Regions from separate parts of the Danio rerio genome. Here region 2 is linked to region 1. The links are chromatin contacts, called in public Micro-C maps. All regions are on one chromosome and are shown on one strand. Each heading gives the region's core, a stretch centred on a gene start, on an enhancer-like site or on the middle of the called end of the contact. The rest is flanking DNA. Distances are from core to core; before and after follow the strand shown.

Evidence for each region. Hi-C and Micro-C count contacts between places; a contact is called where the count stands out from the background.
Region 2: a contact with region 1 is called in a Micro-C map of caudal fin, with 6 times the contacts expected there. The contact joins the enhancer-like site here to the promoter of cipcb in region 1. A contact is called at or near these places in 2 of 18 Hi-C or Micro-C datasets (caudal fin and an unstated tissue).

The regions. Positions count from the first base shown.
Region 1 is chr20:58,203,071-58,207,731 of GRCz12tu, reverse strand. It overlaps cipcb (CLOCK-interacting pacemaker b), which reads right to left and starts at 3,032. Exons shown (of 5, transcript XM_005170230.6): 1 at 2,835-3,032; 2 at 1,354-1,486; 3 at 950-1,083. The coding sequence starts at 1,450.
Region 2 is chr20:58,389,993-58,394,929 of GRCz12tu, reverse strand. The region is part of intron 1 of LOC100331694 (bromo adjacent homology domain-containing 1 protein); the gene reads left to right. Among named protein-coding and RNA genes, the nearest start is that of ora6, 8.0 kb to the left of the region's middle. Within about 2 kb of position 2,114, at least 55 of the 62 cell types and tissues checked have an H3K27ac peak or open chromatin away from gene starts, as enhancers often do. A contact at or near this core is called in caudal fin, where this site is marked.

The DNA of each region.
Region 1 (4,661 bases), core at 1,783-4,282:
TGACCAAGGCCACCTGTCTATTTTAAAGGGATCATCATGAAAATAAATGATCTGAAAACAGTACCTAATAAAAATGGCATTTCTCATAGGAAACATTATATGGCAAGAATTACAGCAACACTCTATAGCCCCTTTCACACATACAGACCTTTCCGGAAAATTACCGGCAATTTTCCGGAAAGGTTGTATGTGTGAACAGGTCCTTTTTGAAAATACCGGTAAATTCGTTCTGGCTATTTTCCGGAAAGAGAAGTTGTAACATTACCGGCAATTTGCAGGAATGCTGCGCTGTGTGAACGCAGAAGGAATATTTCCGGAATAAGCGCGTGCACGCCTAGAACGTGCTGACGTAAGACTTCTGCTTTAGCCAATCACAACAGTCAGACGCATTTACGTCCGCGCGGTTTATGAGAATAAAAGCCTTTGAATATTTTTCCAGACGCATTTAGCTGCTAGAAGTTAGTCAGATAACGTTTATATGTTCTCCTTAATGCCAACTGTGCAAATAATCATCGATAAGATGCTTATGATAAGCCGTTGTTTGTTTACCTTCAAGCTTTGCGTGTGCCCATGAAACAGCCTGTGAGCGGCAGCACACGCACATATTATGAACATCTCGACATGCGAAAGTGATCCTGTGAAAGTTGTTCACAATATTGATCATCCACAGAGTTTGTAATGTAGTCAAATGTTTACAAACACAAGCGCAGCCGTTTAAAGCTCATTTGTGGTGAATGATGTCAGAATTTACCGGTATTTTGGAATGGATGTGTGAATGCTCTTTTCCGGAAAATTTCCGTAACGTCCTCGCCTGTGTGAACAGCGCTTTTTTGAACATACCGGTAAAGTCGTTCCGTAAATTTTCCGGATATTTTCCGGTATCACTGTGTGAAAGGGGCTAATGACAGTACAGTGTGTTCTCCCAGTGTGATGAAGGTGTGACGCTCACCTGATTAAGAACAACATTGTTCATGATGATCATTGGCTGCAAGCCCTGCAGAGCTCCGCCCACCACAGCAGTAAGCTGCGACGTATGCGGACGAGAATCATCATCTGCATCTGTCTGATCCACCGCACTGCTGTCTGTAACACATACACACACAGACAGAAGCAAACACACATAGTACACATGCATACACACACACACACACACACACACACACACACACACACAAAACACATGCGCACGCACAAACAAACAAACAAACATGCAAACATGCATGCATGCAAACACATACATGCACACAAACAAACAAACACACACAAACAGACAAACACAAACACACACACACACAGAGAGAGTCAGCTACAGGGCTTGACCATCAGAGAGTGGTGAGATGCAGTAACACACACCTGAGAAGCCTGAATCTCTCTCCGAGTCCTTCTTGGACTTCTCCATCCGTCTGTTTTTAAATCTGCCCATCGCCCTCAGGTGTGCTTCACCCTTCATCCTCTTCCTCCTCCTCCTCCGAACCGGCTTGAACACCTGAACATCAACAGAATGAGCCCAATAATGTCACGTCTGAACACACTCCTCAATAAAACCCATTCCACATCTGAATCTTCAGGACTGCTGTTGGTTCAGCTTACTAGAGCTTCATTAATGTAACCTTGTTATCAAAGTGTTACTAGAGGGATTATTATGGAGTTACTAATCACCATGTCTTGTTTATCAGTAGAGAATATACAGAATTAGAGTATTTTATATTAGAACCTGGGAGAAAGAGAATAATGCATCTTTGAAAATCCCACAACGATAGCACTTTAGAGTAAATACTGTAGTGTTTCTCAACCATACTACAGTAAAGCACCTGAATTAATCTGCAGTGGGGATTTTACAGTCGCTATGGTAGCACAACAACTATAGCATTTAATCTGTTGTGGTGATTCTACAGTTGCTATGGTAACACGAGACTATAGGATTTAGTGTTTTGTGGTGATTCTACAGTTGCTATGGTAACACAAGAGCTATAGTAATTTATCTGTTATGGCGATTCATGTTGCTACGGTAACACAACAACTACAGTATTTAATCTGTTGTAGTGATTCTACAGTTGCTATGGAAACACAACAGCTATAGTAATTAATCTGTTACGGCGATTCTCCTGTTGCTATGGTAACACAACAAGAACTTCGGTAATAGAAACAAACGAGCCAACACTGAGCTTTTCATCATCTGTAGGGTATTAGTTACTATTCTACAACACACCAATGTTTACTGTAGTAAAACTAAAGCATACTACAGTATTTATTAGTGTTTCAGTTCACTACAGTAATATGCTGCAGCATTTAATAACAATATTATGATGAACAGTATAATGGTTCAATAAATGTTTAAACCTTAACTAAATGCCAGGCGTTTTCATATTTCAATGAGATCTCCGCAATCATACCACACACAGAAGTAAAGATGATTTTCACCGCAGAAATAATGCATGTTATTATATAATTAGAGAACTCTTCAGTTTACATCACCGCTGTGTATATTGACGTTCCGGTGTCGTGACGTCATCAGGCCGAGCCGCGGCGTAAACCAGCTGACCCATTTAACGTTAATCTCCAGCGTCTCTGGTCGTCAGCTGTCAAAGATCTTATAATCTCGGTTGACATTTACCCGTGCTGGACGTTTATATTAATGTTTCATATCGTTATCCAATATTTAAACTCCAGTCATGGCGGTGCAGGCTAAAGCAAAGCAGCAGCCATCAACACTGCAGCTTTACCACGAGAAAAGCAGACGAGAGTCGCGCTTTATTCCCTCACACGCACCGATTTGCTGATTTATGTACTATTAATCTATTTATTGAGTGCAGAAGCAGCGGCGGACGGCTTACGTGTGAGCGCCGATGACCGACCGCTCATCCGGAGGGAATCCCGGTGAATGACGGCTCAAAACCCGGTATATCCGCGCTCCTCCACAAACCCGGTCAGTGAGATCGATCACAGCGGCGATTTTCACCGTTATTTGCCGATTTTTGGGTACGTCGGGTCGGTCAGACGCCCTGCTCAAACCCGTCACGCAAAACACGCTCACAGCCACGTGATTGACTCTTGAGCTCATGCAATCACAAACTACCAAACCCTCAGACTGACCAATCGCATCACAGGAGGCGGTGCTTACCGCAGTTCTGTTGTATGGATGGAAACGCATGCGCTCCTGACTGATTCCTTTTATGGAAACGCAAGGCGGCTCTAAGTAATCGCGTCAATCTCATTCTCGTCTCTGATTGGCTGAGCTGGAGCACTGAGCTATAAAACGTGACTGTCGGGTGACGTGAGAAGAGTGTTGAACACATTCATTATGTAACAGTGACATGACCTCATGTAACCTGCATTACGCTGATATTATTTTAATAGCAACTACAATAAATGATTCTCACCTATACACATTATATTTAAAAATTACACATGGTTTCATAATGTGTATGTTGTTGTGCTGTTTTTGTAAGAAGATTATTCCTAATGTCTTTTTCTGCTGTAATTACACTCATCTATAATGTGTTATTGATGAAATGTGCTGTTAATGTATGACTATAACTGATTATATATGGAGTGTGAGGTCTGGCCTATATATAAATGGACATGTATAACGTTATTATTCATTCAGTGATTTTCTTTTCAGCTTAGTCCCTTTATTAATCAGGGGTCGCCACAGCGGAATGAACCACCAACTAATCCAGCATATGTTTTACACAGCGGATGCTCTTTCAGCTGGGAAACACCCATACACTCTTGCATTCTCACACATACACTATTGCTTATTCAATTCCCCTACAGCACAGGGAAATTCAACAGTTCTGGGCCAGGATTGAACCAGAAATTAATGGTATTTTATCTATTATTATTGGCTGTGACCCCACACATATGCTGCTCGGGATTAAAATGAACAAACATAATAAACACTTTGCAAGTTCCTGACATTCTGTGCAAGAAAAAGTATTCTCCTGAACTGGATAATGGACAAAACTTCTGCAAAGTCTTTATGGCACAGGGTAATACTTTAATATGCACCACTGGACAACTTAACTTGTGTCTTTCATGAGAGGTGGGATGCATTTATGTTACATATGGGTTTAAACATAACCTCCATAATCATCAGAGGGCTGATTCAACAAGGTCAGATCTTGTGAAGGTTTGTGGTGCATGAAGATGCTATATCTCTAATTTTATTGATGCCTTTTATTTTATTATTATTTAACTATATATATTTAATTATTTCTCCCCATGTTCTGTTCACTTGTTTGTTGTTGTATCTGTATTGCTTAAAATGTAATAAATACATTATGAAATAGATAGATAGATAAATAAATAAATAAATAAATCCCCCTATAGCGCATGTGTTTGGACTGTGGGGGAAACCGGAGCACCCGGAGGAAACCCACACCAACATGGGGAGACCATGCAAACTCCACACAGAAACACCAACTGACCCAGCCGAGACTCGAACCAGAGACCTTCTTGCTGTGAGGTGAACATGCTAACCACTGCACCACCATGACTTGCTTAAAGTTATTGTGCTATTTGGAAAGGATCACAAATGTGAATCATAAAGCTCTTCAGACATCCCCGCTGCTTCAATACACTTCATGTATGTAAATAAGATATCTATTGTAAACTGCATCTGATCTGCACAGATCAAAACTCATATAACATTAAAAACT
Region 2 (4,937 bases), core at 865-3,364, 190 kb before region 1:
AAGTACAATGAACTTATCATCAACAAACAAATAAGTAAACAAGCACACATTTAAAGTGGAAAAGAATAATAAATAAATAGCCAATGAATACTGCAATATTCAGATTTTTTATTTTCATAAAAGTTGTTTAAAACAATAAAGCAGACACTGTACTCCATTCTGTGTGTTGTCTGTTTAAATAAATAAATTAAAATCAACCATTGATATATACATTAGATGTCGCCTACCATATTGTTGTCTATTGGAAGGAATGCGTCAATAGCGCCGCCATCTTGCTACAGGGTAGCGCTCCTTTGAAATGAATGCGGGACCAAGGTACAGTGGAGGACTGTGGCCATCCAGAGCCAGAGATATACACACATACACATATATCTATAATCGGGAGTTTTCCTGGTGGTAAGTTTGCAATTTTATTATTATTATTACTATTATTTTAATTACGAAAATGATAATTTGACGTCACTTTTCTACATTGATGGATCAGTGATCACACAGGCATTCCTGACAAAAAGCTTGTGTTTGTGTGTACAGAAATGTACTATCCACCCTCCCTGTTTAATTTGATCTAATCATGTTCTGAAACACAGCTCCTCTCCTGCTTTCACTGCTCATACTGACGGAGGAGCGATTGGCTTGTGAATGAATCTCCGTTATGAACGACTCTTTCACTAACGTTAGCCGACAATAATACAAGTTTCTGGCAGCGCAGCATCTCGTTGTCATATTTCTTTTGCATTGTTTGCTGATTTTATTCAACAAAACTTGCATAAGCCGAGTGTTTAGTGCGAGTTAATGCTGCTTTGCCGCTGCTTTGCCGCTTTTGCCGCTTTTCGCTTCTGCTTTGCCGTATGGTGAATGCAGTAAGTGACTGTTATCATCAATAGCGTGACCTGTTTAGCACAAAAGTTCAGAACATACAAAAACATAAACTGAATATTACCTATGAAATGTTCTGCCTTTGTGCTTTGTTTTCTTTGTTTGCTCGTTACTACACTCGTAGACAGCGCTAAAGTCCCGCATCTTCACGTAATAACACTGTCTTGACTAGTGCGGTTGAATGACATTTGTCCTGGGAGCACTGTACCAATATGGCGGCGATATTGACGCATGCTCAGGGTGCCTATGCGATATCTAGTGTATATATCTATGAAAATCAACATCAGCACAGTCAGTCTGATCCACGTGCTAGCTTTTTTTTTTTTTTTTTTTTGCATAACCGTCAGGAACAAACATACAACACAATGCAAATTACGAAACAAAAAAACTAATACAACAATGGTAAAAATCAACAAAAACTAAAGTATAGTGTACAGCATTTCTACATCCAGTGATTTTAAGAGTTGACAGGGGAATCAAACAAGTGTCACAATAATTGATGCATATGTCAGATTTTTCACTGCAGAAATAGTCAAACTCGACACAAAACCCTGTTAATGAGGGAGATGATTTAGCAAATGTCTGTTTGTGTGTGTAAAACTTTGCCAATAAAATAAAGAGATTAACAAAATATAAAAGACTGTGTCGGATTTGTTTTCATCATAAAAAATAACATCTTTTAATGTAAAATTATAACTAAGTTTTGTCATTTTTAAAATGTATTTGGCTAGATTCCTCCTGAAATACTTTACAATGTTGCATTCAAAAAACAAGTGGCAAAGGCTGTCTTCATCCACACTGCAGACCCCACAGATATCCTGCGGTTTTACTGGGTGAATTGTCTGTACTATTCTAAAATGGATTTCCTTAATCTGATTATTAATAGTGTATTTTAGGGGAGTTATCCAGGCTCTTTTCCAAATATTAACTATACTAGAGTACTAGAGTTCCACAAAAGTTTGCCTCTGGGAGTAATTTTATTGTGCTTCTGAAAAATATGTTTGTTAGTACATTTATTAGTCAACTCAACACCTTCTAGATGTAGTGTTGGGTTTTCAGCAGATGGAGAATTATAGCAAATCTGATTTTTAACCCACGTGCTCAGCTCGTGTCGTGTTTTTTATCGTGATGAATTATTGACAGTTGGAAGCGGAATATGATGAATATTATAATGAGCACGAGCGAGTATCGTCTCCTGATTGGACGAAGAGGATGTGGGCATCAGCATGTGCGCCTGCGATTGGCTGAGCTGAAGTTGAGCTGAAGCAGGAAGAGAAACATCAGCAGAGGAGCGAACACGCACACACTCGGATCCTCGACGCGGTGAGTCTTTAAAGCTGCGGGTCTGTTTGATGATGTGCGTCTGATCCGCCGCGGCAGCCTTTGATCAGAGCGGAGATCAATGGCGCCGATGACGCGCGCTTTAACTCCATCGCCTTTTAATGACATGCGACGTTGTTGACGAGGAAAGACGTCATTTCTGCTGAATGATGACGTCAGATTAGTGCACATCTTCATTTTGTGATCTGATAATAAACAACAACAAACGGAAAACTCGGTGACGTCGGAGTGACGTCACGACTGCAACTTGCGATTCGCGTCGAACTTTCAGGCGCGCGCCCGACACCTGCTCCACTCTGCACATCCGGCAGCGTCTGTTTATGAGCGGTAATAACCACACCTGAGGTGAAGTGCGGGAAGGTCACAGGTGCAGAAACTGCTATAAAACTTTCTCTTTGCTCTCTGCATCTCCGCGTGTATAAACACTATAGTGTATGTTAAACATGTTATAGTAAAGTATTTTAATTTAGCTGTTCTGTAGGTGATATTATCACACAACCAGTGTTTTAGTAGCATAAATACTCAATACTAGCATATGGTAGCTGTAATATACTGCAATACACTGCAGTTTACTGTAAAAGGTACTACAGTATTTATTAGTTTATCAGGTAATGCTGTAGGGCTCAACAAGTGTTGTTGATACTGTAATATATACAGTATAATATACCTCACTCTACTAGGGTTCAGAATAACCATTTATATTATTTACTCTGCATTACTATAGAATTTTCCTGTGGGTCTCCAATAATACTCATCCTTGTGTTATTTACGTGTCTTCTCAGCTGTTTTTCCTAAAGCTCATTGTTTAATGGAACAGAAGGTGAATATTGCTGTCAGAAATGATCAGTGAACATCATGTCTTCTGCGCTTATCTTCAGTTTTATTAAAGGGAGCGCTGGGTATCAGAACATGAATGGCTTAATATCATGCAAGTGATGCCTCTTCTTAAAATATAAAGTAAGAACAACTTATATTTACATTATTATAAATAAAGTCACATTTATTGTGGAGCATGTGCGCCGGCATTGTTCTTGATGGTGTAGTGTGTGTGCTCCGCCTCTGGCACTGCATTGATTCCCCTTATAAATGCATCAGTGATACAGAAAGCTCCTACTAAGCAACATGCGCTGCTTTTGGTCATTTTCAGTCAGGGGGATCTTGATCTTCATTACCGCTTTTTTTTTTTTCTCCCACCAGCAGCAAGAACATCATAACATTAAACAACACACTGTTATGCTACTGAAACATATTATTATTATTATTCTGCAAAGTGAGCACTTTTTCTCCTAGGCTGTTCATGCTATAAAACCCAAATTTGGCCAAAGGTGCCGTCCACATACAAGATTGTTGCTGTATCTCCTCATCTCGAATTGGTTTATAGTTCTTGATTTAAAAGAAATTGTAAATATGACATTTTAATAATAAATTATTTTATTAGCATATAAAAATTATACAATCCCCAACTTTGGCCAAAAGACGTGGTGAACATTGCAGATTATTACTATATTACTTTGGAGTAATCATAAACAACAGTTTTCCTATAAATGCATTTTTTAGCATTAAATTAGCCTGATGGATCTGACAGTGTCCACAAGAGGGCACTACAGGATAAGGAATAATAAGACACTTTCACTTTCGGTTTAGCTCTGCTCTTTCTTACTATGCAAGACATTTAGCATGTGTTCCTTTAAAATGATTTCTCAGTTGATGTCATACACTTTTTAAGTTTGACTCATGCGAGCAGATAAGACTTCTTGTATGCTACACGTGCTAGCATTGTTTAGCTATGCTAATAACAATTAGCCAAGTGCTATAACGCACTAGAAATGCTTGCTAAGTATGAGGATTTGATCAAACATGTAAATGAGGCTTGCCAGTTAACAACCCAGTGGACCCTAGCAACTGCCTAGGAATCACTCAGAACACTCTAGCAACTGTCTAGAAAAGCCCTGGCAACTGCCTAGCACCAATAAGCAACCGCTGGGCTTCCTGCCAACTGCATTCAAGTCGTAGCGCAGTCACCCTGGCTTTCTCAAGCCAACATTAAAGTTTGTCAATGGACTTTAGGTTCTAGTTTATTTATAAAGGAAAATAAAACAACAGTTGTTGACCATTGTGCTGTACAAACCAAAAAACTAATTATCAAAAAAAAAGATAAATAAAAAAAGATAAATCAACATAGAATACCTCCAACATATTGCACAGCATCCACGATAAATAACAAGACACCAGATGGGTGTGATTGGGTCAATTGTCTCAAAATTTAAATTTAAATTTAAAGCTCTTACTCTAGGAGGGGGAGTTTAAGTTTCTCTCTGAACAAAGATTCATGGAGACTGTTGCACAGGTGGACATAAGTAGCCACTCCACATTTAAGGACCTACTACTGAGAAAGCTCAATCTCTCTCTTTTTTTTAAATTTGGATTTGGGAACAACTAGCATTTTCTGGTTTGATGACCTTAAACATCTGCAGATATTTTAACAGTGATAAGAATAGACGGATAAGTTGAAATCCGGCCATTTATTACCTTAAAAACATAGATAAAAATATTAAACTCAATTCTTAAACATATTGGCACTCAATTTAAGCATCGCAGGATAGGAGTAATAAACTTGGAGAGCTGCTGGAAGAAGCCTAGCGGCTGCATTTTGAACCGTTTGAAGGCGATTTATATTGACCTTATTCTCCGCAGACGAGCGGGCGCTGCCATTTGAATCT